Regions from separate parts of the Mus musculus genome. Here regions 2, 3, 4 and 5 are each linked to region 1. Evidence: chromatin contacts called from public Hi-C and HiChIP or PLAC-seq data. All regions are on one chromosome and are shown on one strand. The core of a region is the stretch at or near the end of the contact, and the rest is flanking DNA. Distances in the headings are between cores, read along the strand shown. Region 1 overlaps Gm51784 (a long non-coding RNA gene). Region 2 has its middle 13 kb from the start of Camk1g. Region 3 has its middle 66 kb from the start of Mir205hg. Region 4 overlaps Gm31870 (a long non-coding RNA gene). Region 5 has its middle 130 kb from the start of Gm31870.

Region 1 (5,978 bases), core at 1,718-4,217:
AATTGCCTCTCTGCCTCTGCTACTAGACAGCAATTTTGCCATGAGTGACCCAGAAAGTATGGCTCCTTCTTCTCTTCTGACATGACGAGTCAGACTCCTGCCCCAGGAATATTACAATTCCATAAAAATTATGCTGCCTCACAGATGTCAGCAATGTTTCCAGTGATTCATGGCTTCTAGGTTGTGTATCTTGTCCTGCCCTACAACACCTCCTGAGACCTTGCCTTCCTATCTCACTACTCATGGGCCCACTTTAGAAGGCTAGAGCCCAGCTTTCTCAACTTCAGCCACCAAAGTAGAGAACAAGCAGGCATGTGTGTCTACTTTGGGTCTCTTCTTCTCCCCTCCTCCCTCTCCTCTCTTCTTCAACTTGCTTTTATCATACCTACTTTCAAGTGTAAAAGCTACAAACCTTCACTGGTTATTTGCTTTTGACTCATTGCTTTGCTGGGTGCTTTGTTTTTATTTGTATACCAAACGCTTATGTTATGCTCACAATATGCTGGAAATTTTTGCTATGCACTTTTCAAATATTAACTTGAGGTTCTCCAGTGACATTTATTTCCATTTTACAGATCAATACGGAAACACAAAAGGACAAAGAAACTCACTGGCTCTCACTAGGGACTGTCAGGGCCCCAGCTTTGCTGCTAATGCGCCGGCTCACTTTTTTTTCACACTCTCTTTGTGCTTTAGGTGTTGCATCGATCACACAGCATGCATGTTTTATGATAGGAAAATCAAGGTGCAGAGGACTGATGACTTGCCCAAGGTCACTCAGCAAGAAGGAAACATAGCCAAATCATACATTTAAACCTATTTCTGCCTGCTCTGACCTTTTGGCTGGTCCTGAATACAGAAGAGAGGTTGTGCAGAATAGCTGGCCTATGGAAGTTGAGGCCCAGACTCTCCTTCCAGAGTTAAACTCTCCTCTTGGTGCCAGTGAGATGGCTGCCAGAACAAATACTGAAGTCATGGATAGGATGAAGGCACCTGCAGGTCCTGCAGGATATGTTTTCTGTTGGCTTCTAAAAATGCCTGTCCAGGTCTGACTGCAGACAGCTGTCTACGCTCTGATGAGGGAGAGAGCAAAAATCTTGCCTAGGGGTAGGGGAAGCAGTCTGTGGTCCTGTTCTATGTTCAGAGTTGAATATGCATGCAAATCCTGGGGCTCTGTTAAATGCAGGTTCTGATGCAGTGTGTTTGAATCAGGCATTTCTTATAGGCTGCCAGATGATACCCTGAGGCCAGGTCATGAGGCCACAATTACTGGGTCTCCTAGGATTCTGCCCTTTGGGTCTTGGGCCTTCCATAGATCAGTGGTCATGGTCTTCAGAAATCTCTTCTGCAGCCACATGATTGCAGTGAAATTCCAGAGGGTAGGACACAGGATAATGATGAAAGCCACAGGCCTTTATCCTGTTTATTTTCTTTGCCTCCCCCATCCCTTTGCTTTAGTCAAGGCTCTGATATCCTGCAAGGTTACCAAAGATACTCTCTTCCAAGCCCTTCTGGACAAAGTCAAGCCCCTAAGCATTAATTTCCATAGCAACACTTTTCAGTTTGTCTTCTTACCACCCTGTTTTACCTCACATTAGGTTTCTTCTTCAGTAACCTCATGAACATATGCTTGCCCTCTCCCGTGAAATAGCAGGAGCACCTTGCTCTTTCATCTATATCCCTACAGTGTACCTGGGATACAGAGTACTCCAAACTTACAAATGAAATCATGAGTGAAGACCTCTTTCACATGTTTACTTCTTCGGAGACTCCTTTAGACAGATGTTTGGCAATGGCTTCAAGTGCTAGATAAATACTAAATTTACTTAGCTTGGCAGTCAACTCCAGTGGTCAAAATTTGGAAGAGAGCACATGGGAAGGACTAGTTGGACCATGCTTCTGAGGTAGAGGAAGAAGCTGGGGAGACCCATGAATTAACTTGAGGAGCAGGGATTTGAAGCCTGTAGCCAGGAAGGACTCCTTGGCTGTGATTGGCTTTCTCTCAGCTTCTCACAGGTCATGTGTCTAGCTCAGCAACTTAAGTAATGGGCTGCTCTCCCACCTCTTTTACTCTGAGCCTGTGAATAAAAGATTCCCAATAGCATTTATCAAATCCATGGAAACGTCCCCTTCTGTCCCTACAGGGGAGGTTTCACTAGGGGAGCTGGGCAGGGGTGGGAGGAAGCTTAATAAGTTTTCTTGCTGGCTAATCAGTTGCCTGAGGCAAATACCAGCAACTGTGGGCTTTCTTTCGAGGAATAGGTAGTAAATGATGCTGGAACCTGGGTGCTCAGCAAGGGACTGCCCAGAATGAACGTGGCAAATTGCATGCCCTGACACTGGTCATTGTTTCTTTAGGACTCCTGGGAACTTATATGTATCAAGTTCTGAACCTTAAAGGACTGAGGTTTCCTCCATTTCTTTATTCCTTAAACACAACCAGTTTAGGGAATATACTGCCCAGACATCATGGCTTCTCTCTGCCTATCTCTTTGTAAGGGGTCAGCATCTACAACAAAGTGGGACTGTGCACCCACTGATCAGACTTACAGCTCCAGCTTTGGGAACATTCTGTACTGTAATGGACACTGGGAAAATCCAGTGTCTCGTAGTGGTGATGGGGCTTGGGAAACTCTCTCTCAGAGCTGACATTTCATAGCATGCAATGCTTGAGACTTTTAGGCCACATTAAAAGAAGAGACCTTTGCCAGCTGTGCTGCATCACCAGCCCTTGCTCTATTTCCTAGGCCCCTGGTGCTATTCCTCTGGGCTCCACAGCCAGCCGCCTCCCCACCACTAGCCCACGTTGGATCCTTTTTGCAGGTACACTGAAGCTCATGTGTGGCTTCTGAAGATCCTTCTGTATTCATCTCCTTCCAGATTTCCACTCTGATGAAGCCTGTGTTGAAGAGTTCTAGAGAACAGATGGGAGGCTGTCATTACACGTTACTGATATGCAGAGCAGCTTTGGCTCCATGCACATCAGAGCTCTCAGCCACACTCGTAATTCTTCCTCTGTTCCCCAGCCCCAGCCAGGAGCACAGCCAGTTTTGGCAAGAAGGAAAAGTATGTGCTTTCTAGGGCATTTATATAAAACATGCTAGGATTGATGAGGGGCTGGGGAACAAATCTTTTCTTCTTTTATTAGCAGAGAAAATACTGTGCTTCTCCTAGTCCCTCATAGGATCTAAAATTAGAAGTCAGTAATCTGTTGGCCTAGCTTATGCACCACTGTGGGCTAATCCAGAGACCTTCTGGAGATACTCTCTTTGCTAGTCTCAGAGCTCCCCAACAGCCAAGCTTTACAAAGAACATCCTAGTAGCCAAGGTCATAGCACTATGGAATCTACATTAGAAGATCTGGCATCAACTTCCTTTGTTTGTGGACACAAATACTGGCCAAAGGAGAGAATAACCAGCCAAGGATTATTTAGCAGGATACTGGGAGTCCAGCTCAGGTCTAGTTAGTGTTCTTTCAGGAAAGCAGAGTAAGGTTGTGCAAGGAAAGAGAGATTTTCTTTCCTAGCAGAAGGAGGTGAATGGCGACTTTCCACTTTTAATAAGATAGCCTGGAACTTTCCTTCACCCCTGAGATAGCCTGGAACCCTGCCCCCTAAGATGCTCACTGACCTCACATTTGGGAGGGATATTGAATATGCTCACAACTTATCTTCTTGAGAGACCCCCAGATTTTTCTTTGAACTTGGTATCTTCATTAAATTGGTCCAAAGGTGTTTAAACTTTTAATTTCATTAAACAAACAAACAAACAAACAAACAAACAAACAAACAAATAATAGAGCTGGGACACCTCAGAAGAACATTGTCATACATGTGGGTTTTCTTTTCTCCGACCATGTGGTAGAGATGTAGACACACTTTTGATACAAAGACTTCCTTTGACCCAGAAAATCCATGGAAAGTTCAGACTGCAGTGCCAGGCTCTCCTTGAAGTGACACAGAAGGTGTGTTTGAAAGAGCTGAACTGCATTCCCTGACCTAGAGCAGAGCTCCCTGTGCAGTTAGTAGAAACCAACTCTTCCTGCCTTTTCTTCAGAGGCTGTTTTTGAAATCTGAATTTAGACTAAACTGTGCATGGCTTGCTCTTCTGCAGATGTCTCTCCTCTAGTCTGCAGTGATGCTCACAGGATAGCTGTGGCCTCTGAGATAGTGAAAGGGCAGAGGGAGCTTCAGGCTGGAGAGGAACCATGAGAAGGGAGTGATTGCAGTGGAAAGAGCTCAGTCTGAACTGTCCTGTGGTTTGTCCACTGTGGCATGAAAAGAAACTGAACAAATTCAACTTTAGGGAACATGGATAATACAGGGTAGTAGGAAGAACAGATCAAGGCTGAGTCATAATTATCAGGGAAGAAGAGCTTGGATTTAGTGGCTGATAACATCTAGGGGATTAACAGAGGTAAGTAATTGTTATGTCCAAGAGCTACAGTCTGCACACAGAGCATCTGTAGTGGCAAAAGCTGAAAAGGGAATTCTGAGAAGGGAATCATCTCAGGTTGGTTCTGTTATCAGAGTTGGCAGAGACTTCCTCCCAAACACAGCATCTACCACCTGTGGACCACCCAGTTCATCACAGCTTAGGAAGAGGCATCTGGCTACTTAGTACCATGGCGTCTTTATGCATGTTTCCACGGGTTCATCTTTGGCTTCCTAGAAACAATGTACATGGAGTATATAAAGTGGTTTGCATTGTTGGGGGCAGTACCTTGTGGGATAAGGGAACAAGAAGCAGCCAAGAGCTGACAGTTGCTGTGTAAAGTATAGGAGGAGACTGATCTCTCATTAGATATCTTGATGGATTTGCATAAATGGATTTCTTAAAGTTTGAAACCTTTCTCCTCATTATTCGTATTTTCTTCTCAAATCAATGAATGTATGGGAGTTTGATTTTCTATAATCAGTGTCTTGCCATAAGCATTTCTATTCTACAATTTAAATAATTGTAAATAAACCCATTAGCTTACCCAGGGGGCAGGTGTCTAAAAGCATCTTTGGGATAAAGTTCACTGCTGATACTTAATGCATCTCTGTATAAGATTCAACTTACTGAAGAGTTATCCTGATAAAGAGGGCTTCATTTAATTCTAGTCTAGGATAGGCCAGGCTTTGTCTTCTTAGCTCCTTGAAAACAATGAGTTCTCTCCTCAGTAATGTCTGCCAACAGAAAATTTGCAGGCCCTCTGCTTGCTTCAGGAGACACTTAGTCCTCCTTTTGACCTTGCCTTTCAAAAACTGGTCCTTATTAGTCATCAATGCTGAGTGTAGAGTAACTGAGACAGTCTCACAGCAGGGTGACCCCCAAGTTGTTGTGTCTGCTTCTAGGCAATAACCCCAGAGCTCCAGCCCCCTAAGGGTGGTGATTTAGCAAATCATATGTTTAAACAATGTGATGGCACACTGCTGCTTGAGGGGCCTTTGAAGCACATTTCTAAATAATGGGGCAAACTAATGAATACCCTCACAGTGAATTTAAGTGACACATGCATGGGGGAGGGCTCTTATAATCCTGCATAATGAACTTTCCTCCTCTTCCTTTATCCTGCCTTTACTTTATGCTTGCAAATGGTCACTGGGAGAAGATCCCTGGGCTCTGTATAAACAGAGGTGAAAGTAGGATTGGTTATCAGCAGCCTTTTCAAGATTCTGGAAATGAGGCAGCTGAAGTCCTTCTCCAAACCTCCCAGCTCACTAGAAACTAAAAGTTTGAACAGCTGCCTCTATATAAGAAATAGTATGCCAGTCTGTTCAGCCCATAGTGGTTCTCTAGACTAAGGAAATACTCCACAAGAGGGAAATCTTTGCCTATAAGGGTAAGGTCTGGAGATGCCCTTATGGGATGAATTTCATGTTCTCAACAAAGCAGACACAACTCCATCACAGCCTACCCACTTCCTCACCCAACACTTCACTGCTTCCAGACACCTAACTTTTCCCTTGCACCCCTGAGTTTAGAATATATAT
Region 2 (5,978 bases), core at 1,355-3,854, 950 kb after region 1:
TCTGCATGTGTGTGAATGTGGGCATGCGCATCTGTGTGTGTATGCACGTGTATGTGAACATGTGCATCAGCATGTGTGTATGTATGCATGTGTGTATGCATGCATATGTGAGCGTGTGCATCTGCGTGTGTGTATGCATGTGCATGTGAAAATGTGCATCTCTGTGTGTATGCATGTGTGTGAGCGTGTGCATCTGCGTGTGTGTATGTATGTATATGAGCATGTGCATCTGCATGTGTGTGTATGCGTGTGTATATGAGAATGTGCATCTCTGTGTGTGTGCATGTGTGTGTGAGCATGCACATCTGCATGTGTGTGTATGCATGTGTATGTGAGAATGTGCATCTCTGTGTGTGTATGCATGTGTATGTGAGCATGCGCATCTGCATTGTGTGTATGTGAGCATGCGCATCTGCATGTGTGTATGCATGTGTGTGTGCATGTGAGCATGCACATCTGCATGTGTGTGTGTGTGTGCATGCGTATGTGAGCCTGTGCATCTGTGTGTGTGTTGCAAGGATGAGTGTACCTACCCATACTCACACTAAGGCCAGAGGAAGATGTGGTATTGGGTATGGGTTTTGTAGCTTTTGTTTGTTAACTAGGCCAGTGGCCAGTGAACCCCTGTAATCCTCCTGTCTCTGCCACCCCATCCCCCAGCATAGGGTTAGAGGCACACAGGTGGCCTTGTTCAGCTCTTCCCCTTGGTGCTGGGATCTGAAATCAGGAACTCACATTTGCACGTCGAGCACTCTTACTCACTGAACTGTCTTTCCCGGCTACATGATTCATCCTTTAACGGTTACTGATCAGATGTCCAGGTGGTATGTTCAATTTCAGGAAATGGTTGCCAAATATTCCAAGTAAACTGATACTGAATCTCTTTACCAATGGGAAGAAGTATAGAAGAACACCGGGCTTTAAACAGTACCGGCCTGCGTGCATGCAGGTCTCTTAATAGGGCACCTGAGACAAGAGGACTCCCTGCCAATCTGTCTGTCTCTTTCACTCTCAAACTTGAGATGGATCAAAAACTTGTGAGGTATTTGTAGAAAATTTGACTTCTGACTCGACCTCAGCAGTGTAACTCTGCTCCACACAGACACCAGAGAATCCGAGCCAACAGATGTCGGGCTCCTCACAGTGGCGGCTTCTAGCTATCCTGTGACCAATCCTATGGGGATATTTAATGTCTCCAGCAGAAGTCACACCAAACCGCAATCCCCTGCCCACAGTGATGAGCACAATACTGTCCACCCTCCAGGTGGGAGCCCTCAGTGCTGATGGGAGGGATGAAGTGGACAGTGGTGGACACAGGCTGTTCACCACACTTCTTCATATCTGTTTTCTCACAAAGATTCATAGCCTCATGTCGATGATAATGGTAGTGATGGTGGTCGTGATGGTGATCATGGTGAGAGTCATGGTAGTGATGATGATGGTTAAGATGATGAGGGCGATGATTAAGGTGATGATGATGATTTTCTGATGGTGATGATGGTGGTGGTGGTGATGATGATGATGGTGATGTTTACAGGTGACAGCTATTGCTTATTCTTTTCTAATAATAGTGCTCAGTATTGTTTTAACTTTCAAAACAACCTTGTATGGTAAGTGCCATTTACAGCTCCATTTTAATTTCATGATCGCTATTGAGTATATGGTAGGAAAGGTCACGTGTGGCAGTCAGAGGACTTTAGGGGATCAGTCCTCTCCTTCTACCTCTACACGGGTCTCAGGGATTGCCAAGTTTGCACTGCAAGCACCTTTCTCTGCTGAGCCGTCTTGGTGACCCTTTTATAAGTGAGGAAACCAAGGCACAGCACAGATGTCGCTTGCTTGGATCACAGAGTCAGTGAGTGAGAGAGACAGGGTTGTAACCCAGCCTCTGGCACTAGAGAGCACCATGATTTTGGCCACTGCCCAGTTCCATTCCTGTGAAATTACTTCTAATTTTTCAAAGGAGGCAGGTCTACCTTCTAGATAAACCCAAATATTGCAATTATGAACAGTTCCACAGAGAAGGTGTCTGCACTCAGGTCATTGTTTAAAGGGAGATCCAGTTCATATGAGACAGTCTTGCTGACGCCCTAACAATGGCTGAAGACCCCTCCAGGTATTGTCTGGTCACCTTCTCCACAAAAGTATAATATTCCTAGCAATTTACCAGACAATAAGTAGAGAGCACAAAACATTTCTTGAATTTTCCCAAGGAGTTGCCTCCCTGGTCACACAGGTCACCTGTAAATGATGGCCCTGGAGCCTTCTCATTCTCCCTTTCCTCCCCCCTTTTCTCTTTCCCTTCCCTGGGGATTCTACCTGGGGATACGCTGCAAACTGGGCATCCTCCCCCAAATCTAACCTCTCTTTCACTCTGCCTGGAGAGGAGACATAAGGGTGAACCCCTCCTCTCTTTCTCTCTCTCTCTCTCTCTCTCTCTCTCTCTCTCTGTCTCTGTCTCCCACCCCGTCTCTCTCACATGTTCCCATACACTCTCTCACACACGTGCACACACACTTTCTCATGTTCACACTCACAGACGGGTGGGGGGAGAGAAAGAATATACAGACACAGAGAAAGACAAAGACACAAGCGGGGAGTACCCTGCCCCACAGTGGCAGCCTTCTGTAACTGCAAAGAAAATGCAAGTAAAAACTATCTCATCAGTGGCTCAAGCCCACCCAACAATAATATATTTTTTTAAACTGAAAAGTGGAATTGGGAAACATAAATGTGGGGAGAGGACCTGTTCCTGGGCCTTGGGCTTGTATTTTGCCCTTGTTGCTGGAATGAGTGGAAGTCCAAAAACAGGTCACTGGCTGAGCTCTAGATGGCCAGCAGAGGGCTCTGGTCCTGCACTCGGAACCTGAACTGCCATCCAGGCTAGCCATCCCTTCCTTGAGACCTCTGAGAGCTTCTCATCTCATCAGGAGGGGTCTGCTAATCCAAACACAGAATAACTCATGGTCCTTGTTAGCGCACCTCAGGGAGTCAACCATTGGCTTCCGGTGTCGCTTTTTCCTTGGTACTCAGCCTCCCCATTTCCAGGTTTTCTTGTGAAAGTCCAATCTCCTCGAAATCTAGTTTTCATTTGTGCCAGCTGTTTGTTTGTTTGTGTTTTTGTCAACCGGACACAAGCTAGGACCACCTAAACAGAGGGAACCTCAGTTGAGAAAATGCCTCCATAAAAGCGGCCTGTGGGCAAGCTTGTGACGCGCTGTCTTAGCTAATGATTGACGTGGGAAAGTCCAGCCCATTGTGGGTGGGGCCACCCCTGGGCTGGTGGTCCTGGCTGAAAGAAAGCAGACAGCCTCCGTCTGAGATCCTGCCTCCGGTATTCCTGCCCTGGCTTCCTCAGGGATGAACTGTGATGTGAAACAATAAGCTGACATAAACACTTTCCTCCCAAGTAATAGAAACCCTAAAGCAGGTGGAGCTTAGTGCTGGCTATTGTGTTTAAAAACGCTATCAAAGATACACAGTCAGCCCGTACTCCACCCCATCCCCACATTCCACTCAGCTCTTCTGTTGCTATCTCAAAGGCACCTCTACCACTGGGATTCTGCTGAGAGAAATGTCTGGGAATTATTGCCGGCTCCAGGCAGTCACTCTAGACTGTGAAGGGTCTCCAGCCAGCTTAGGAGTGGGCTTGGCATTCCTAAAGGCATAGTCCCACGGAACTGTGGCCAAATCAGCTCTTATGAACATGTCTCTAGGTAGTTAAAAGCACAAAACCACAAAACGGAGCTTTGCTTTCTTACAAGTGTGCTGTCAGGCAGACCCAAAGTGGGAATTGTGCTTCGCAAAACATACAGCAACAGCTGGCCCCGTGATGAATTCTGACACACTGCATTCTGCACACAGCTCATGGGGGAGGGGGTTTCCAGATGGAGAACAAAAAAACAGGAGGAGTGAAGACGATTCCACACCACCAGCAATAGCCCTGGCTGGAGAGGGCAGGAGCGAGTCTCCATGCTTTCCTTCCAGGGTGTAACAGACCTGCCAGCTGACTCTGTTTCCTTGCTACACCCACCCAAGTTGAGTTTTCACACCCTACAGGGTGGAGGGAAGTTAGAGCTGCCGTGGGATCTAGGAGCTCACAGAGCTGCAGCCTTCAGGAAATCTAGAGAGAGCGTGTTCTCTGTTTTCTCTCCTAGTTTTGGATGGGTTTGCTTGCAGTCTTAGGTGTCTTTGGCTTCCAGAAGAAACACCAGTGTCTCTGTCATCTGCATATGGAACCCCCTCCTGTGTGTATGTCTGTGTCCAAACATCAACCTTTCTGCAGTATGATGTCATCTGAATTCAACTCATTGCTTGTCCCATGGCCCTGCTTCTACACAAGGTCCCCTCTTACCAGCAATGTCTTCTCCAGGGTTAAGAAGACTATACCTCAGAGGACTTCACCAAGAAAGCTGGCTGGCCTGCATGTTGTTGGGATTTCTCCATAGGAAACTGATGGTTTTATCTGAGTCTAACAGTGGACACACATAGAGGTTCTTTCCCAGGCTCTGCTCAGAGCTTCCTGCAGGCCCTCCTCACCAGCCTCCTAGGAGACCTGGCATATTGGGTTCTTTGTAATATTTACCATGTGCTAGGCATCTCCTGAGAACTAAGGCAACAAGGATGAGTATGGTGCAGTCCCTGTTGTTAAGAGAATTTGACATTTAAAGCTGGAGATGGCGGCTTAGTTGGCAGAGTGATAGTTCAGAATGAACAGCATGGTGCTGTGGAGAGCTAGGTGTGGTGATACATGCTTGTAATCCCAGCACACAGGAGGTGGGGGCATGTGCCTCTTCTCGTTACTGTGATAAAACACTTTGACAAAAACAGCTTGCGATAGAAAAGCTCTATTCCAGCTCACAGTTTAAGAGTGCAATCTGCAATGGCAAGGAAGTCAAGACAGCAGGCGCCTGAAGTAGCTGGTCACGTCTCATCCACAGTCAGAAAGCACATATGCATTTCTCAGTCTGCCAGCTGCAGTGAGGTCTACAGCTTCAGCAGCAGGTACAGGTGGTCCCCTGTCTGGCCATGTGACAATTCTCCATCAAGGAGCCTAGAAGCCCCTTTAGTAGGATACCCATGACTAAACATCAGCTCATGTCCTCTTTCTTATACAGTGCAGGGAATGGTACCACTGTCTTCATCCTACATCACCCTAAGCAAGATAACTCCCCACAGGTGTGCACAGACTGTTCTCATAGATGATCCTAGATATCATCAGGTTAATAATCCAGAACTATCAAAAGGCAGAAGGATCAGAAGTTCAGGGTTATCCTCAGATACTTGGAGTGCAGCTCTGCGTTCACTCAGAAGAGATAATGATAAAGTAGTGGTCAGGGGTCTGGCTGACTGACAGGTGGGCTCGTGAACCCTCACAGCTTCAGCAGCAGGTGCAGATGGTCTCTAGCCTGGTCACATGACAATTCTCCTTCAAGGAGCCCAGAAGCCTCTTTAGTTAGGTACCTAGGTACCTAGCACTAGAGCAGATCAAGCTTCATTCTTCATGCAGGCCCTGGGTCACAGCCCCTGTGTTAGAACTCTGTCTGTACTCAGCACTGCAGGGACAATATCCCTTCCTCACCTCTGGCATATGTAGGATGATTCCTTGACAGCCCTCAGCCTGAATTCTCCAGCCAAACCACACCCCCAAGCTACAGTTCTGGCACTTGCCTGTCTCTTATTCTTTTGTTCTGTGAGATAATAAAGAATCAATTTTTATATGCTAGGCATTTAAAGACAACTAAGGTATGTACTCTGGGGGTTCACATTTTTATAAAAACAAACTTTAAAGTTTCGAGTGTGAAGAAAGTACAAAACATTTCCCAGTGCTGCAGAGAAAGATTAGCTTGTTATGGAGATGTCCAGAGTAAGGCCCGAGCCATCCTTGAAGCAGAACCAGGAGTCCTCTGGGCAGAGCCATGGCACACGTTTGCCACATTCTTGTGCCTTAGGCCAAAACAAAGCAGAAGTGTTATGCC
Region 3 (5,978 bases), core at 1,474-3,973, 760 kb after region 1:
AACATAGTACCCCACTTCTAAAGATTCTACTACCTTTTAATAGCTCCCAGATAGGAACATTCCAGATCCAAAGCACAGCACTCAGCATAGGCCCCACGGAGTACTCTATAGAGTCTTCTTACCGTGCTGTGGAGCCTGCCTCCTAAAGCAGCAGACTGACTAGACCACCATCTTATACTGGCACCTATTAGAGAGATTCCCTAATGTCAGAGCAAAGTGCTTGCCAGGTAGAACACAAATATACTAGCCCCACCCCTCCCTCAAATGAGAAGAAGGCAGGGTGTTGTTCCACATAACAAGTATATCTGCCCAACCTCAGTGACATGGGGGTATGACACTTATTGAAAGCTATAAAAATTCAGAGGATGGCAAGTTCACAAAGATATCTGGGCATGATTAAGGAAGCCCGGAGGAGACCAGTGAGAACTCACTTGGCCTCTTATGCTCCTTGATATTTTGAGTTGAGAGCAAATGGCCTGTGACCATCTTGATGTTTAAATGATTTTTTTCTTTTGTCCCTTGAACACTCCCACACCAGGCTCAGCAGCAGGAAGTTTCAGTGCCTGCAAGAGCATATTGGTCAGTGTAGCCTTGAATTTTGGACTTGAGCATAACTGTCAAAATGCAGCACTTCAGTCCTTCCCATTGTGTAGTCTTTTCTGCTCTTAACAGAAATGCTTCCATGCTGGTTCATTTTCATAGCATTTGTCCAAAGTTGGAGTAATTTCCATCCATAACTTATTAACCACAGCTCACACCTGAAGAATTGAGGTCCAGAAGACCTTACTAAAGACCACACAAGAGTCCTGAGCAGAGACAGGCATTGGACCCCAGGCTTCCCAGACATGCCCAGGCAAGAGATCCATCTGTCATGGTTCAAACTGGGAGGCCAGAATTAATGGCAGTTTGCCAGGTTTCCGTGGGCCTTTGGAAGAGAAGGTTTTACAACAGTACAGTATATCAAGCTAATTAGAGATGTCTGGAAGGGGCATCTCCATCAGAGGCTCCCTTTTGAGGTTCTAGAACATGTAAGGAGTTCTACACAGGCAGATAACCTGAGGTACAGAAATTAGAACTCCATGGGCATGCATGCGTCTCTTGCTCTAAACACAGACCTAGGCATAGTGAGCTGCTTTCAAGGGCCAAGTGTACCCAACACAAGTCTGTAATCCCAGAATTAGCAGGCTGAGGCAGAATGATGAGTTCCGGGCCAGCCTGGGCTACATAGAGTGTTCCAAACTAACTTGTACAACATAGCAATACCTTGTCTAAAAAACAAAGGAACTCTTTAAACACACAGCAAATTGGAATATAGAATTAGCCCTAATGCTGCTTCACTCTTAAATGTAACCAAGATTTAACTCCAACTGCATCCACCTGAGACTTGGTGCTAATGTCCAGGAGTGATGGATACATAGACAAGCAGCATTGCTGAGTATCTCCAAAGTGCTGGACATTTAACAGTCACTGTACTCCATAATATGGGGACACCTTTGCTCTCCCAATGAGGAGGAGGCCCCAGGAAGAACACCAAGAACATTCCACAAGCAGCACAAACCCATCTGACCAAAAGCTCACACTTTGTATAGCTTTATTCTAAGCTGAGAAAAGAGATTAGTCAAGATTTTAATTAGAATTTACCTCTGGCTATGCTTCTTTGCAATAGGGCTAACTGTGTGATGTGTGGAGCCCAGACACAGTGGAAAAGTGTTGTGTGCATTTTTCTGGGGAGATGTGAGCAAACATCTATTCACCCTCTGACAGGGTACTGACGATAGTCCCACTGAAGTCTGACCTAATGAACCAGTGTGTTCACTGAGGTAACTTTCAGGAGCACTTGGGCCAAAAGGCAGCTGTATCCCCCAAAGCCCACCTCAACAGATGTCCAACTTATAAAAGATACACCAATGGAGCCCCAAGTTCAACTTGGAGGTGGTTGCATTTATATAACTTTGAGATGGGACCCATGAATCTTGTTAAGTTTCAGGAGTTTTTTGAAACTTATGTGTTTCATTCATCTCCAGAACTTTAGGGAGGATATGTCAACTTTATATAAAATACAAGACCCCTTGTTCAAAGAACACTAAATGTTTTAAAACAGCAATAGCACAGAGCATTAAAATAAAGATGGAGAATCTTTTTTGTTGTTGCTGTTGTTCTGTTGTTGTTGTTGTTGTTGTTGTTGTTCTGTGACTCTGCTCTGCACTGACTGCATAGCTATGAAATTGATGTTATGCCACAAAATCCAAGGGAATGAAAACAACTGAGAAGCCAAGAGTCTTGAAGTAAGGAACCAGTCTGGAAATACAGACCTAATGGCAAACTCACATCATTTATAAGAACCTTACATCACACCATGAGCCTATTCCTTGTGCTAATACAGACAATAGAAACATGTTTGTGAATACACACACACACACACACACACACACAGCCTGGGGGAACTCAGAGATCAAGGCTGATAAAAATTACATAGCAAGGCTCTGGGGGCAATTGTAATCCTTTTTCTAATCTCAAGAAGATTCGAAATAGCATCCTGGTGACACGGCGAATGAGAGAACATCACCCCTATTGCAGCTGTCACTTGTATCTGCAATCGTGTGACTTACAGAGATTAGCCACGTCCCAGAATTACTGCTCCCATTTTGCATGGTTCTGTGCGTGCCCTTCTTAAGGGGAAATTGCTCAGTTTGAGCTTCGCCTCTTCTGGAAGCTTAGGAAGTTCCGTGCTGCCACCTAGTGTTTAGAATGCAGCTGCAGGCGCTAAGGGCTTGGTGGGCCACCCCTGCTCTGTGAGACTGGCACCATCCTTCCACATTTGCATAGCCCTGCGTGAAGCTTTCCCAGAACCCAGACCAGCTTGTGATGTCTGTGGGAAAGAAGGCTCGTTAGCATTTTCCTAAGAAGCACCACGTGGCAAACTCCTAGACTCTGGGCTCAGTGCCCTTTTGAAGGAAGGCAAAGCAGAATAAGCACGGAAGAAGAAAAAATCAATCAAAGGTTAGAGTCTGTTCCCTTTGGCCATCAGTGAGCCCCAAGTGTTAGTCCCCTAGGAACTTCCATATTCTTAATTTATTTTTGAAAAGTCACAGACAAGTCAGGGCCTTAGAACCAAGATTTCATTTTTAAATAACAAAATGAAACCTCCCAGTCAAGCAGGCTATCTAGAGCCTTGCTCTGAAAAGATTCTTGGTCTCCTACAGCCATTAGTCACAAGGATCTAACACTGATCCCTGTGCCCTTATCCCCTGGGTCCCTCCTGGAGATGAAAAGAGGAAGGTACAGCTAGTGAGTGTTAAGTGCACAGTAAACTCTAGTGCCCCTTGTACCACACACCTAGGCAGAGATACTACCAGAGAACCAAGTCCCTGCTTTTCCCACTGATATGCATGGGGTTGGGGACAGTAGTTCCATCCCTCCTACTAGAGAAAATCAGGATAGAGAAGTAGCTACATATGAGAAAAGAATAGCCAAGTCCATGCTGGGAGAAATCCCAGAGGGTGCTTAGACTGTCCCCTGCTCTCTGGCTTAAGAGGCAAATATGTTTGGTTGCCTTGCTAGTTGGAGACTAGTTCTTCTGTTCTGTACCTTGTAGTCAGGAAATCTGTTGATTTAGGATACAGAAGACACTACCCTGCCAACTGGACTTCCGTTATCCCCCATCTATGGTACTCCCCTTTAGCATTTGATTTTATTTTTTCTCTACTCTGGCCAGGACTCTATTTCTTCTATTGAGCATTTGCGACCATGTTTTACTCCAAGTCCCTGTGATTCCCTTTCAGACAGGGATTCTGGGATGGTGTGGCACAGACTTGGCAGTGCCTTTGTGAACAGCCCAGCTTCTCGCCAAGCTCTTTCTCCTTGCAAAGCTTTCACATTGGTTCCATGCTCCCGTCTGAACTTGCTGAGGCAGTTTACATTTTCTCAGTAGCACAGCATACCAAACAGAAAGGTTGTGGCTAAAGTCAGGGCGAGCGAGCGTGTAAGGCCATACTTGAGTAAGGACCCCACCTCTCTGCCACAGGTCAGCACTGGTATCTCCCAAAGCGATTATGGTTTAACTGGATTCCACAGGCTTGTGTGTCGAATGCTTAAATCCCAACTGCTGATGCTATCTGGGGAGGCTCTGGCAACTTTAGAAAGTAGGGATTCACTGGAGGAAGTAAGTCAATGGAGGTGTGCCTTCTAAACATTGTAGTTGGTCCCTTCCTCAGTCTGATTCCTGCTTGTGATGACATATCCAATCTCCTCTTCCACACACTCCTCTGCCTTGATGTTCAGCCTCACAAAAGGGCCCAGGAGCACACAGACAAATGACCACAGATGAGCTGAAACTTCTGAAACCCTGAGCCAAAAGAAATCTCCTGCCCCACTAGGTTGTTTCTGTGTGGTGTTTGGTCCTAGCAAAAATATAAGCAATGTGGCCACCTTGAGAGATTCCACAGGGACCTGCCAATACAATATATGAGAAAATGCAAACAAAGCCAGCCTATGTTCTCCCCCACAAAGCCTCCCACGACTCCTCACTTGGTAAAACAATTATCTAAGGAGAGTTGAATTCAAAAAACACTGGGACAATAGGACAACCCTTTCTTGCTCAGTCATGCCCTGAGGCCCTAAATATCTTCTCTGTAAACTAGCCAAGGGCATTATCAGAGCATGTGGAACTGGGATCCTGCTGAGACTGAAACAGGTACCCCCAGCACACCAAGGACCCCACTACCACTTCAGAGCAGGGTTTGTGGTAGCTCTACATATTGGTATGTGTCCAAATGCTGACACTGAAGAACTGGGCTTCAGTGAAGAGGGCCAGCTTTCCTTAAGCTCTACATACAGAAGGCAACAAAGATATCAGCCTTGAGTGCCCACAGCTGAGAAAAAGATGTTCCCAGAAGCTTCTAGAATCCTAGTCATGCCTTTGCCCATTCAAAGCATGTAGTAGCTATGGGCTAGCTAGCTGCTGAGTGGCAGGGACAGAGAGGTGAGCCAAGTAAATACAGATTCCTGGCTTTCCAGGGTTAAAAAGAGACTGTTCTAACAGCTAAAAGCATTCTGGGAGCAAAGTTCAAGCAGTTTAATTCTTCTTACAGAGCCTCGATCAGTCTACAAGTGGCCCAGAACATTCTACAACTTAATTGTGGTCTGAGGAGGCTTGTCCCTGAACTAGACCCTTCCCCATCTCTTTTCTGCCTTCTACCCAATAACCCCATTAAGGGCAATAGGCTTTGTTAAAATTATTGCTTGTTTGATTTTTAAGATAGGGCCTCACTGAGTAGTTAGCCAAACTCTGTTTTTCTGCCTCTGCTTTCCAGAGAATGCTTGTAAAAGGAACAGCACCACACCAGGCTCATGGACACTGCTTTTCAGTCTGAAAGTATGCTGATTCAGTTTGTCGGGATTGCTAACAACAACAACAAACAACAAAACTATCAAAAATGTAGTGTCACAGTTCCAAGGCCATGAGTTTCAACAGGCTGAGAATAAGGCAGGCCTGTGTTGCTTCCTGAGACTCCAAGAAAGACCTTCCTAGGCTGCATCTTCTTCCATTAGCAGTGTAGCCTCTTCAAGTCTCTAGGACTCTGCACTTCTTCCATGCAAAGACCAGGATAACCACACTACCTAGAAATCCCTAATTTGACCACATATGTGAAGTCCTTAAGTCATGTGGCCTCAAACATTCTCAGGATGAGGAAGTGGGATACTGACATTTTGGAGAAAGGATAGCAATCTATTCTATATCATTTTTTGTTCCTGCTTATTACAGAAAAATTGGGAAACACTAAAAAAAAAAATTAAATCATACAAGTTCTCGGTTTCCTCTTTAAATAGAAAACCTGCTAAGTATCCTCTGCTGCACTCTCCTGGCTTTGCAATAGAAGCTGCTGTTCCTCCTCACCCACACATACAGTTTGGCACCTTGGCATTTAAAGACTATGCTGTTGATCTACCCTGTTATCCTGTTATAGCTGATGACTCCA
Region 4 (5,978 bases), core at 1,677-4,176, 640 kb after region 1:
TTGCTTTTCTCAAGCCTTTTCTCTCCTCTCCCTCTTTAATTCTTTTTCCTCTTTCTCTTTTGCCATGGAGTTAAAGGGTCTTCCTGGCCATAAGCACTGGGAGGGGACTCTGAATGTAACAGTTCATGAGATGCTGAAGTGTGAGCCAGTGCCAAAAACCAGGAAAGGGTATGGGCTGCAGGAGAAAGGAAGAAAGGGGAGTAGGGGCTGATGTGGGGGGTGCACATGTTGGAATGCAGGGCAAGGTTAAAGGGGAAAGACACTATCCTTGTCCTATTCAACCCTGTGGTCAACACATCCTTTTGTCTGTCACCTTATCACCGACCTGTCCTCTGGGAGCCAGTGGCCACAAGGACAATTTCAGGATATACTTCCCTGTTCTGGGTAGGGCAGAGTCCTGAGTCTACAACTTTGCACAGACCTCAGATCTGTCCTTGACGTGTGTCTGGAGTTGAGGACACAAAGGTGACGGCAGGTGCATGTTCTAAGAGGACTGAGCACAGGCTACGGGTACAAACGCATACGCCCTGACCACGGATGACAGTTTCACAGATGGAGATCTCACACGAGTCTGAAGAAGGCAAAGTAGCTTTGCAGAATACAGGGCAGACAGAACATGTTCAGATGCAGTGTGCATCAGAAACTGAGCTGCTGATGGTGCTGACCAGTTGTGATGCATAGTGGAAGGGGGGGCTGGGGAGGCTAGGCAGGGGTGTCCTGCTGTTCACTGTTTCCTATCTTAACCAGCCTTGCCTCTGGATCTCATGTCATTGTGACCTGTGGGACCTTGGGCTGAAGGGGTAAGGGCTTCAGGGCACTAATTCTAAAAGCAGGAAAGCCTCTCGGGAAACTGAAGGTGAGAGTTACAGCAAGGGTGAAAACAGCCAGAAGCCAGGACCTGTCCAGTGTCAGTGACTCGGGAGCCACGGCACTGACTCTTCCACTTTAGACGCAGTTTTCATCTTCTTTCCCTCTCTCTGTCCCTCCCTCCCTCCCCTCTCCCTCTTCCTTATTTCCCCATCATACCCCAGCATGTATGTTAAAGACTTTCTCCTCTGGTTTTCTCATCTATAATCTGAGAAACATGGTTGTCAAAACAATATGACTATGCAGGAACCCAATTTCAGAGACAAAATGCCTGCTGGGAATTCTTGGATGAACAGAGGTTTCATGCTGTGTCCACTCTGGAACATTCTACTGAGGCCATGGGGTTGGACAATACTGGAATCTTCTCGGATCAGATTTGTTAGAGGGATGTTTTTAACATGGCTACTTCCCTGCAGCCTGCACATAAATGGCCAGCACCCATCAGGCACCATATGGTAGAGAGTAGGCAGTCCTGTGCATGGCTCCTCCTCCCTGGCCCCAATTCATGATGGTAGGGAGATGTTTACAGCTCTGAGGACACAAGAACATGTTGTAATGCCATGTGGTCCTTAGAGAAAGGCAAGCGTCTGCATGGTATTCATCAGAGCATCTAATAACTTCAATGTCAGAAAGTGTTTTCTGGTGTCTGACCCGCTATAGTCTAAACTCCCTTTAGAGAACATGAAGTATTCTTGTGATCACAGATCCAAAGACAGCTACTAACTGTTCCTAAAATGCATCCCCTTTAATCAAGCTCTGAAGAAAAGACAGCTTTGTAGCAACTACTCTGGTGGTTCTAAAGAGTCTGAAACCAAGTTTATGTGAATAGGAGTTTGATACTCAGAATCCAGGAAGATAAGTAAGAAGAGAGCAAACCCATATTGGCATCAGAGCTCAGGGACAGTGAGCTGACTGCTTCTGAACTCTCAGCCCTGGGCACAGCAGCAGCAGATCACACATCCTCCCTGCTCTAGTCCCACTGTGCTAGATAGAGGGCTTGGGCTGGCCTGAGCCTCCAGCTGCCCTTATTTCTTTAGGTTGAAAATAGAATCCACAGTAGAACTGCTATCCACAGACCTGCCTGCCTTCCATTAGGGCTGTGAGGGGCTGTGGGAGAATAGCCATATTACAACACCCTGCTCCTCCCACTCAGTTACTTTACACTGGTTGGTGAATTAGTGTCTGACCCATGATGGTTCCAGAACTATAGCGCCTAGAAATGGGACCCTAGAGCTCACTCAGTGCCTTGGATGAAATCCAGGGCTGTGCTTGGCTCTGAGGAAACTTGGGCCCCAAAGCACATTGCCCTCCAGAAAGGATGGACAACATGAATATGTGGCATATACCAGAGCACCTTAAGTGCTAAATACAGAAAGGGAAAAACAAACACCCCAGGAATTCGATAGCAGGCCTAGAACCGGCAATGGCAGCTCAAACAGGGGTGTCAGCTACAAGTGTTAAAGACCCATGTGGAAAAAGAATGGTCCTAGATGCCTGTGAGGGGCTAGAATGGCACAAGGATAGCATGTTGTTGGGACTATGGTTTTGCTGTGGACCCATACAGGTCAAGGAAGCACAAGCCTCAACACACACCACCACCACCACCACCACCACCACCACCACCACCACCACCACCACACACAAATACATACAGACACACAGACACACACACAGTCACATGCACATGCACACATCGCCTGCAAACTCTACCTCCCAGACAAGTTACAAGCAAAACACAGCCTTAGCTGGGTTCTGCTGTCTTTAAGTTTGAAGCCCAGCTGGTGAGCTCTGTGCGACCTCTTGCGATTGCTCCTGGAAGTGCAGTCCTTGGGAGCAGCTGGCCACCACATCCAAATGGACTGTGCGTAGTTAAGCTGTCAGGTCTAATGTATTTATTTGACTCTCTGCTGTTAAAATGATTCCTCTACAGCACTGCGGTTATTTACGACTATTGTCAGTACAAGACGATGAGAAGGCAGCAGAACAAAACAACAGGAGTGAAGAGAGGGTCTGCCTGCAAGACTGAGGGCCATCCTTGGGCCTCTGCTGGGTTTATTTACTCAGTCTCCAGTGTAGCTCATCCACAACAAAGAGCCACAGTCTTCATCCATCCCATAGGCAAATCATGAGCTACTGGCCCTGTGAGGACACTCCTGGCCACTGCATGTATCTACAGAGGACTCCTGGGTAGACCTTTAAGTGTGTCTCTTATTCAGTGCAGGTGAATTTGAAATAAGAGAGCCAGAGACACAGGTGGTGCATCTTTCTTTCTTTGTATGCTCCTGGTTCTCAAAAATGTTGTCTGGGGTGCAAGATCACATCAATTGAAAACGTGTTTAAAATATAAATTTCCTCCAGCACTAGACCTAACACATGCGAATTTCTGGAAGGAGAGAGCCCAGTGCTCGGTCTTCCAAGAGAGTCTGATGCTGCTCCTCTAGAGATTCAGGCTCCAGAGTATACCGTGAAGGAAAGGGTTTCCAGAGGGAATTCTGGTAGCCCCTGCCTTGGTGTTTGCTCCTTTTGGTTTTGACAGTCTCCTAGAAACCAACTATGTCCTAACCAACCCTGGCTGTCTTGGGAAAATGTCCTTTCTAATCTTCATGATCCTAGATCATGTGCACGCATATAGATGTGACCTGTGCATGACAGGGGGGGTGATAGGGAGGGGGCATCCTTGCACTGAGTGGCCATTGAGAAACAACGCAATGTCTGCCAGGGTGACAATGGTGGGCTTGGGGATTATCAAGAAAGGGCCAGATGGATTCAGACAGGGCGGGTTCTTAACCACCATGACCAGTATCAACAGACTCTGTTAATGTATCTTGTAACAACATCCTTTTCACATCTGCCTGCCCTGATAGAGTCTCAGCATCATATTGTATCTATGCATAGGATGGATCACTATCACTAGCTGTCAGAAGTCTTGCTTAGACAGAGCCTCTGTGGTTGATAACCCATAGTACAAGAAACTGAGCAGCATCTCAATGCCTCAGGCTTCTCATCTAAAAGGCAATCGCTTCCTCAATTTTCATATAAATTATCCTACTCACCCCTTAGTAGGAAGAACAGATCTGCCTAGATGATACCTAACAGATGAAGTGAAAGAACAGGGAGAAGTGAATGTGAACAGAGAGGCCAAGTCATAAACCAAAGGTCACACAGAGAGCAGGTGGTGGAATAGAGACAGGAGTCCTGATCACTTGAGGCCAGTGCTGACAGATCTTTATGAGACAAATTCATGTAAAACTGAGATGCAAAAGATGGCTGTTATCATTTTCATTTTTGGAAAGGTAACCAGAGGAAATCCCAGGATCCCATCTTCTGAATACAAATTCAGGAAACAAAAATAACAAACCGTAAAGTCCTTCTGGAAAAAAAAAATCAATAATATCAAAAAGAAATTAAAATAAAAGCAGATAAACATTCTGTTATCAAGATTGAGAGAAATTGTAAAAAGACTAGAGACAGTATAGGACCAGTATCATCCTCTTGGGAGACACATCTGTGTTCATAAAAGGTACAGTTCTGACAGCAGGAACTGACGGTCTATTTATCCTGGAGACAGGCACAGCATCTCGTCTATTTAGCATTTATATAGTGCTTGTCTCCTCATTGCCAAGTTGCCTGCTAGGAACCGGAGTCAGAGCAGGACCTGGGGCCTCAGAGGTGGATCCCCAAGGAAGGAAGGAAGCTGGGGCTACTGCCCATCCTTCCCTGGCAATGCTCTGCTCTGCTCACTAAGGACTTGAGGAAGGAGCTAGGAGAAAGCTCACTAAATGTTCCACAGAGAAGCCTCTATTAGGTACAGTCCCTGGGTGAGATAGACAGAAACCCGCTGCAACTGAGCCCAGGGGAGAAGGCTATCAGGCTTCTGTCCTGAGCCTTTCGTTTCCCACAGACCTCCCCCATTTTGTCTCTCTTCAGCTCTCCAGTACTCTAAGTCCAAGATCAGCTCCTAAGCTCCCAACGGTTGGTTAGTGCATTGTGATAGAGTTGGAGAGGAGTAGATAGAGAAGAAGATCTAGAAGGTCCAAGCCTGAGTGGACAGAAAATGTGGCATTGGGCAAGTTTCAAGTTTTCCACAACCTTTTGTCTTCATCATCGGCAGTAGCACTGGGCTCTGACAGAAGTTTGTGATTTCCCTGCTGTGTATTTCAGTGAGGCATTTTCATTGCTTTTCAGTTTATGATAAAGAGAAGGGAGTGTTCAGAAATACATCAAGAATACTCCTAGGACTTCTGATTCACACTTTGTGGGATAAATCTTAGTCCTCTCTCTCTCTCTCTCTCTAGCTCTCTAGCTCTCTCACTCTGTGTGTGTTTGTCCATGTGTGCATATGTTCATGCATGTGGAGGTCAGAGGTCAGCCATAATTATGGGGGGACGGGTACCATATAACTTGTTTTTTGAGAGAGGGGCTCTCGCTGACTTTGAACTTGCTAATTCAGCTCAGCTGTCTTTCCAACAAGCTCCAGGAATTTCCCCTTTCCTTGCAACACTGGGACTGCAAGTATATGCCATCATGCCAGGCTTCTCCCCCACCCAGCCCCCCACCCCCGCTAACATAGATTCTGAAATTCAAACACAGATTCTCACACTTGCACAGGAGACATATTACTAATGGAGTCACCATCCAGCTCCTCTTTCTTTTTTCGTTATATCTGTAGTCTCCAGGGAGGACTAGAAAGTCTCTCTCAGAAGCATCCCTCATGGTGCTTCAGCATGCAGTTCAAAAAAGAATTCTTAACCGGGCGTGGTGGCACACGCCTTTAATCCCAGCACTTGGGAGGCAGAGGCAGGTGAATTTCTGAGTTCAAGGCCAGAGGACAGCCAGGACTATACAGAGAAACCCTGTCTCGAAAAAAAAAAAAAAATTCTTCCAGTTTACCCCAAGATATACTCTCCCTTCCCATTCGCTGACATTCCAACTCACTTCTATCCCAGAGGACAGGTAAGGGCTTGTTCCTCTGCAAGCCTGTATTATTTACCAATCAGTCTTAACCTTACCTACTATGTTAGGTACAAGCTGCTCCACCAAGGGCTTCAAGCAATGTCTCACCCTAACTTCCAATCTCTGCTCACACCTCTAGCTTAGGGCCCTTTCCACAG
Region 5 (5,978 bases), core at 965-3,464, 550 kb after region 1:
CTCTTTTGGGTGTCAACTGTTTTTACAGACAGTAACTTGATCTAAATGGGCCATTAGGTCTAAGTGAAACTTGGCAAATCATACCCACCTTAGCAATGTAAAGAGAGGACAGCCAAAATGTAAACAGAAAAATCTATAGATTTTCTGCAGATGTTACTTAGTGACCACTGTGTCTGAATCTGTGCTGGAGACCCACCTTTAACCCTTCCTTCACCTTTACAAACATAAACAAGATGGTTCTTGTTGGGTCACTGTGACAGCTGAGAAACTGAGGTTCCTGGGACCTTGTGCCAGTTAGCAGAGCTGACACTAGATCTAGAGTTCAAAGCCAGGTCTCCTTGTTGGCAAAGCATATGAATTCCCAGGGACTCCTCTCCCAGAGTCATGAACAGATTATATCCAGGAAGTCCTGAAGATCTTGGTTAAAATCCTGGTTCTACAATGTAAACACTGAGGACGTATAATCTCTAATTAGAGTGACTGATCTAAGAAACAAGCCAGATAAAGTAGCCTATAATGCATTATAGGAAAGAAGAGAGAAGCTTTAATTAGCAGCCTACCTGCTCCCATTTTTCCATCTTGTTTAACTTAGAGTCAGAACCAAATAATAGAAAGAATATGAAATATTGTATTAGATGAGAAAACTAGATGTTGATCTTACTTGTGTCATTCAAGATTTGTGTGAACTTACACAAGTCACAATTTCATGTTTCTTAACCTCTATGAAACTAGGATGCCAGTATTAATAACTTACGATATTATATATCATAAGCCACAACAATGTAATAACATGCCTGAAAAATATACAAATATCTGAAATTCTGTAGAATTATTTCACATGTACACACATGTGTGTGCAGATATATGTGTGAGTGCATACACAAGTATATTACACAATATTCTTCAGACATAGGTTAATTCTTCCTTTACTGGAAAGAGATCTTTGTTCAAGCTCTACACACCTTTATCCAGGTTTGAAAATGTCCTGAAAGGCTCGAGTCAGATAGATGATAATCAGTTAGTACAAAGCAATAGCCAAATGGCAGGTCAAACTTTTCTGGTTTCTAGGGGGCTAAGGTTAGAGGGTTCTTCCTATGCCGAGCAGTGATGTAGCAGACCTGAAAGTGCTCCTAACTGCAGACATGTCCTTCAATCTGCAGGATTAGCAGTCCTCTCTGAGTGTGTCCATAATGAATTGCTCAAGAATGGACCTAGAGAATGGCATATGCCCAACAGGGTCAGGCTGGGACTTCTCAAGCTACTGTTCTATTTGTATCCTCTGGATTGAAATTTGCAAAGCCCTTTGCAAAGACTGTCTCAGCTGCTATCACAGGGATGATGGTGGATAAGGAGCCACTGTATTCTGAAACTTATGTGGTTTCTATACCTCAAGACTGGCACTCCCTCCTCTTTTATCTCTGTGTCATTCTTCCCTCTCCCCTCCCCTCCCCTTCCTTCTCTTCCTCACCTCTTACCCCTCTTCCTTCTCCACATATTTTTCTCCTATATCCTTCTTCTCAGAAGACTATAGATCCTTCTTATCTCCATCATTCCCTTTCCCTCTTCTTCCTTCTTTTCTCTCATCCTTAGAAGCCTGTCTCTCCTTCATCTTCTCTCCATCTCATCTTCTTCCTCCCCACTTATATATTTTCCCCTTCAAGACCTACTTCTTTCTTCATCTCCTCCTTCACCTGTTTCCTTTCCTCATCAGCAGCTCAACCCTTCCTCTCCTCACATTCTTCTCATCTCTTTCCCCTTTCTTCCCCTACTGCTGCTCTCAGCTGCCTAGTGGACAAGAAGTTGGACCTTGACCCTACTGACTAAGTAACCTGGGGAGACAGAGAAGGCTGAGATTGGAAGGCAGGAGAGAGCCTCAAGCTATCCTTTCTCATCAGCCTTTCTTCATCTCAGATATGGTAGACAACACAGTTTTCTGGGCTTGTGACAACATTCCAGGCCCAAAGCTTGGATGGCAGCTGTCCGAGGCAGGTCAGACTTTTGAGCATGTCATCAGAGCCTTTCTGGTCTCGAAGCCTCCACTAGAAGCTAACACTCCTTTGTCTCCAGCTGGTTCTTGGCCTCCTGCTATTCTCATTTGTGATTTTATTTTCCCCAAATCAGGAGAGTTGTTCCAGGCTGGGCTCCTGTCCAGAAAGCCCTGCACATGCTCCCTCTTCTTGGGCCTTTGCTTCTCCTCCTGGGTACCCTCACTGGGTCTGCCTTCCCTCTCTCCATCTGGTGCTGCAAGCCTGCATCCTGGGCCCTGCAGGGCTGGAGCTAGCCAGGCAGGGCTGCCAGCAAGCCAGCAAAGCCTCCTGCAAAAGCAAACTGGGAATCCACACTGACTAAGTTTCTCTGCCAGTCCATGTCCAAGAGACAAAATGCCTAGAGAGGTTCACAGATATTCAGAAAAGAAAAGGCAGCATGCACAGCAGGAGTGAGCTTTGTCCAGCCAGCACTTTTACTAGCAATACATATGCTTTAAAAATGTATAAGGAAATAAAGAAAAAAGCTGGGCAAATTGCTCTGATGGAATCCCATTCCTCCTATGTTCAGCCTTTCCCTGTGTCAGTTGTGCATTGCCCCATCCCCCAGTCACCAGTCCTGTAAGAAAATTTGCCCCATCCCAGCCCCAGCCTCCTGCATGGCAGGCTGCGGATGGGTATGGCCAGGAGAAACCATGGGGTGTCCAGCTTTGAGTTGACCCTCCAGGGTGCTTCGGCTGGAAAAGCCACACACTTCCTCCATCTCCATGTTGATGCCCAAAGGGGAAATGGTAGCATATAAGCTCCAGAGACTTTCTATCCTCATTCCAATGCAGAACAGGATTCTTAAGGGGTCTAAAAAAAAAAGAAAAGAAGAAAAAAAAAAGACAGTTAACTCTCCTAGAGAACCTGGAATCTTCTTTCTCGGCAGGATGTAGAAAGCTCAGTCTGATATATATATATATATATATATATATATATATATATATATATATATATATCCACTGTATACACCTATGCTTGCTGCTAGCTGTGCAGTGGGAAAGCTCACTAACCCTCAGAACCATAATATTAATTACCCTGGACAAGGTCCTTACTCTTCTATGTAGACAGACATTTCCTCATACACTTCACCTATGGGCCTACCAATTCCAGGATAGCCACCAGGGCAGAATAAGAAACTCAGCCCTCTTGTCATCATTGTTATTGTTGTTGTTGTAGTGGTCATCAGTTCTTCTCATCTTCCTTTTTCTCCTTCTCCTTTTCCTTCTCCTCCTCCTCCTCTTCCTCCTCTTCCTCTTCCTCTTCCTCTTCCTCCCCCTCTTCTTTCTTCTCCTTCTCCTCCTTCTCCTCTATTCTCCTTATCTTCCTCTTCTAGCCCTGAGGTAGCCGAGTCTTTTGCCATCTGGGAAATCCTCACTGAGTGGGGATTTAGGTTTCATCCTCTCTGTCTCTCCCCCAAGGTCAGAAGCACATAGTAAATTCCAGTAGACACTGAGTCCAAAGAGAGCAATTATTTCCTGGCAAATAAACAACAGGGAACAATTAGCAACCCCATTCTTGGAGATCACACCTCACCTCAGGACAGTCTTGCTTCCTTACCTTGTCAATATATTGACAGGTTATAGATCAGTTGTTTTACTAGGGGTGAGATGCAAGTAATTTTGAAGCTAACTAAGCATGACTAGAATATCTTACCTCCCCACACCCCTTCCTAGGAAGTCATTTGCGTTCAGTTGTAAAATAAAATTTGAGTTCCCAGCTTTTCCAGTGTCTCAGCAGTAATAGCAACCACTAACCACTGAGACAGTAGAAAATGTATAGTTGGTCTCCTGGAACCTTCCATTTCCTGGCCCAAAGCTAGAGCCATTGAACACTCCAGAGTGAAGTTCACATCTTATAAATACCAGCCATTTGCTTATGAGATGGACAGCAGTCATAGGAGCTTAGGATGGGGCTGGTCACCAGAAAGGTCTAAGGTTGATTATAGGGACTTGATATTGAGCTTCATCTCCCTTCCTGGAGAGAGCACAGATGGGTTGAAGGTTAGATGGTTCACCACGTTCATTCTCCAGCTCCACAGATACCCAGAAGGATTGGGTTTAGCAAGTTTCTGGATAGTCATATGTACCTGGATGGAGGCTCACCTGGGGAGAGCTCAGAAGTATGCTAGAGTCTATCTGCCTAGGCTTTTCATCTCTTCCCTTTGGCTGGTCACTTTTAGCCTTTGCTTTTGATGTTTTATTTTTATATTTGTCAGATTATGCCTCATGTAGCTCAGGGACTTGCTGTGTATCAGAGAATGATCTTCTATTCCTCTTGCCTCTCCTTCCTGGTGCTAAATCAGAGGTATATACTACTATGCTAAGTTTACATGGTACTAGAGATGGAATCCAGGGTTTTATGCATACTAGGCAAGCATTCTACCAACCAAAGTATATCCAAAGAGTCTTGTTTATATCCTTGGCAACAAACTAGTAAACAGAGATAGCATGCTTTCCTGAACTCTAAGAAACACTGGAACAAAGTAGTGTAACCATGGAGAAAGTCCTGAGAACCCAATCTGTAGTTAGAAGTCCAGGATGTCTAGAGGAAGGTAAGTGTGGATATCTCCTGTACGCCTTGCTTCTCAGAGTGGGCTCTCTGCATGGTCTAGGAATTAGTACAATGAGAACCTAGAATAGAAAAGCACAGAAGTAAACAGAGCTCCTCACAAAAGAGTAGACTTTAAAGAAATGGCTGATTGTAAGGTGTCTCTGCTTTGTACATTGGCAAAGGTCACGTGAAGCTTTAGAGAAGGACGTTCTATGGACTTTGCTAGGAGAGCTAGAGAAAGCTAAGGGTCACATCAGAGTGTGTTTATTCAGTTCATCATGCCACAGAGACCAGTCTCAGGTGACTGAGAGCTCCCAGCCTTCATACATGAAGAACATCTCTCAAAGAATCTTTATGGTTTGTTGCACATAGGGAAAGGGCAAAGATACTGCCTGAGGTTTCATTCATCATGGTTTCAGTAAGCCAGTTCATCTTTTCTTGAGATGACTTATCTTTCAGTTCTCTCTCAACCTGTGGGATCTGATGTGACCCTGGGAAGTATCAGAACTGAGCTGAACCACAGCACAGCAGCTGGTGCCTGCTACAGAATTGCTTAGCTCATATATGAGGGAAACCACATATTTTTGATAAGCAGAGGTTAAGTAATCCATGTTATATAAATATGAGCAAGAGAAAATAAATAATTTTCTTATTCTTCATAGACCCACTGTATCCCAAGTAATGTTCTTATTGGTAACTCCAAACAAGGAAAAGTAACAAAAAGATGGAGAAGACAACTGGAGAAGAAAGAAGTGAACGTTATCTAGAAACTTGTGACTTTTCTGGGGCTAGCTGGGAAGGAAAAGGGAAAAAAGGTAAAAGTTGGAAACCAGAAACTTTGTCAGAATGGGTGAACCCCTCCATAGTGCATTTTGACCATGAGTCATATCAAGCAAATAGATTAGGTTTCAAGTACAGGTGAGACTTCCTAGAAACCTTCAGTTGTAAGACAGAGATAAACAAAATACATGGTTTATATCACTTAGCAGTAATCAGTTCAGTTAAAGCTAACTTACAACCAATGGACCGAGTAGGGGTGATTGTCATAATTTCAGAGATGCACACTAGAGTTTTTGCAGGATGGAAAAGCTTCATGGAGGAACTATGCTTTGAGCATCATCTGGGCTGAGTGCCCTCCTATGTAACAGGAAGGTATGTTTCTTCTCTGAGGTCCATGGGATAACGAGTTTCTTGATCTCAGAAGACATCAGAATACAAAATGACACATGACTTAACACTAAAATATAAAATATATCCAGAAACTTCTAAGTTCATATCTACCCCAGAAATAAGCACCAGCCCTGTTACAGAACAAATGAATAGATCATCTCCCAAGCTAACAGGATCTGAACTTCAAGATTGAAGCATCAATGTCTGTGTGTACAATGGGACCTCAGA

What was found. A called contact is a pair of places that touch in the nucleus more often than the background predicts. HiChIP or PLAC-seq counts read pairs in DNA pulled down with a chosen protein or histone mark.
Region 2: a Hi-C map of uterus shows a contact between it and region 1. The contact joins two enhancer-like sites. A contact is called at or near these places in 1 of 39 promoter capture datasets (liver), 1 of 484 Hi-C or Micro-C datasets (uterus) and 1 of 115 datasets of contacts at active chromatin or transcription factors (embryonic fibroblasts).
Region 3: a Hi-C map of cerebral cortex shows a contact between it and region 1, with 4 times the contacts expected there. The contact joins two enhancer-like sites. A contact is called at or near these places in 1 of 484 Hi-C or Micro-C datasets (cerebral cortex) and 2 of 115 datasets of contacts at active chromatin or transcription factors (embryonic basal ganglia and neural progenitor cells).
Region 4: a contact with region 1 is called in an H3K27ac HiChIP or PLAC-seq map of SST interneurons, with 7 times the contacts expected there. The contact joins two enhancer-like sites. A contact is called at or near these places in 3 of 484 Hi-C or Micro-C datasets (cerebral cortex, cortical neurons and uterus) and 2 of 115 datasets of contacts at active chromatin or transcription factors (SST interneurons and embryonic basal ganglia).
Region 5: a contact with region 1 is called in a Hi-C map of cerebellar granule neurons, with 3 times the contacts expected there. The contact joins two enhancer-like sites. A contact is called at or near these places in 2 of 484 Hi-C or Micro-C datasets (cerebellar granule neurons and cerebral cortex).

What each region holds. Positions count from the first base shown.
Region 1 is chr1:194,332,225-194,338,202 of GRCm38.p6, reverse strand. All of the region lies in intron 1 of Gm51784 (a long non-coding RNA gene), which reads left to right. Among named protein-coding and RNA genes, the nearest start is that of Gm51784, 6.2 kb to the left of the region's middle. Within about 2 kb of position 2,967, at least 35 of the 459 cell types and tissues checked have an H3K27ac peak or open chromatin away from gene starts, as enhancers often do. A contact at or near this core is called in SST interneurons, cerebellar granule neurons, cerebral cortex and 1 more, where this site is marked.
Region 2 is chr1:193,379,882-193,385,859 of GRCm38.p6, reverse strand. No RefSeq gene overlaps it. Among named protein-coding and RNA genes, the nearest start is that of Camk1g, 13 kb to the right of the region's middle. Within about 2 kb of position 2,604, at least 101 of the 459 cell types and tissues checked have an H3K27ac peak or open chromatin away from gene starts, as enhancers often do. A contact at or near this core is called in uterus, where this site is marked.
Region 3 is chr1:193,572,941-193,578,918 of GRCm38.p6, reverse strand. No RefSeq gene overlaps it. Among named protein-coding and RNA genes, the nearest start is that of Mir205hg, 66 kb to the right of the region's middle. Within about 2 kb of position 2,723, at least 45 of the 459 cell types and tissues checked have an H3K27ac peak or open chromatin away from gene starts, as enhancers often do. A contact at or near this core is called in cerebral cortex, where this site is marked.
Region 4 is chr1:193,695,764-193,701,741 of GRCm38.p6, reverse strand. All of the region lies in intron 2 of Gm31870 (a long non-coding RNA gene), which reads right to left. Among named protein-coding and RNA genes, the nearest start is that of Gm31870, 43 kb to the right of the region's middle. Within about 2 kb of position 2,926, at least 70 of the 459 cell types and tissues checked have an H3K27ac peak or open chromatin away from gene starts, as enhancers often do. A contact at or near this core is called in SST interneurons, where this site is marked.
Region 5 is chr1:193,781,372-193,787,349 of GRCm38.p6, reverse strand. No RefSeq gene overlaps it. Among named protein-coding and RNA genes, the nearest start is that of Gm31870, 130 kb to the right of the region's middle. Within about 2 kb of position 2,214, at least 12 of the 459 cell types and tissues checked have an H3K27ac peak or open chromatin away from gene starts, as enhancers often do. A contact at or near this core is called in cerebellar granule neurons, where this site is marked.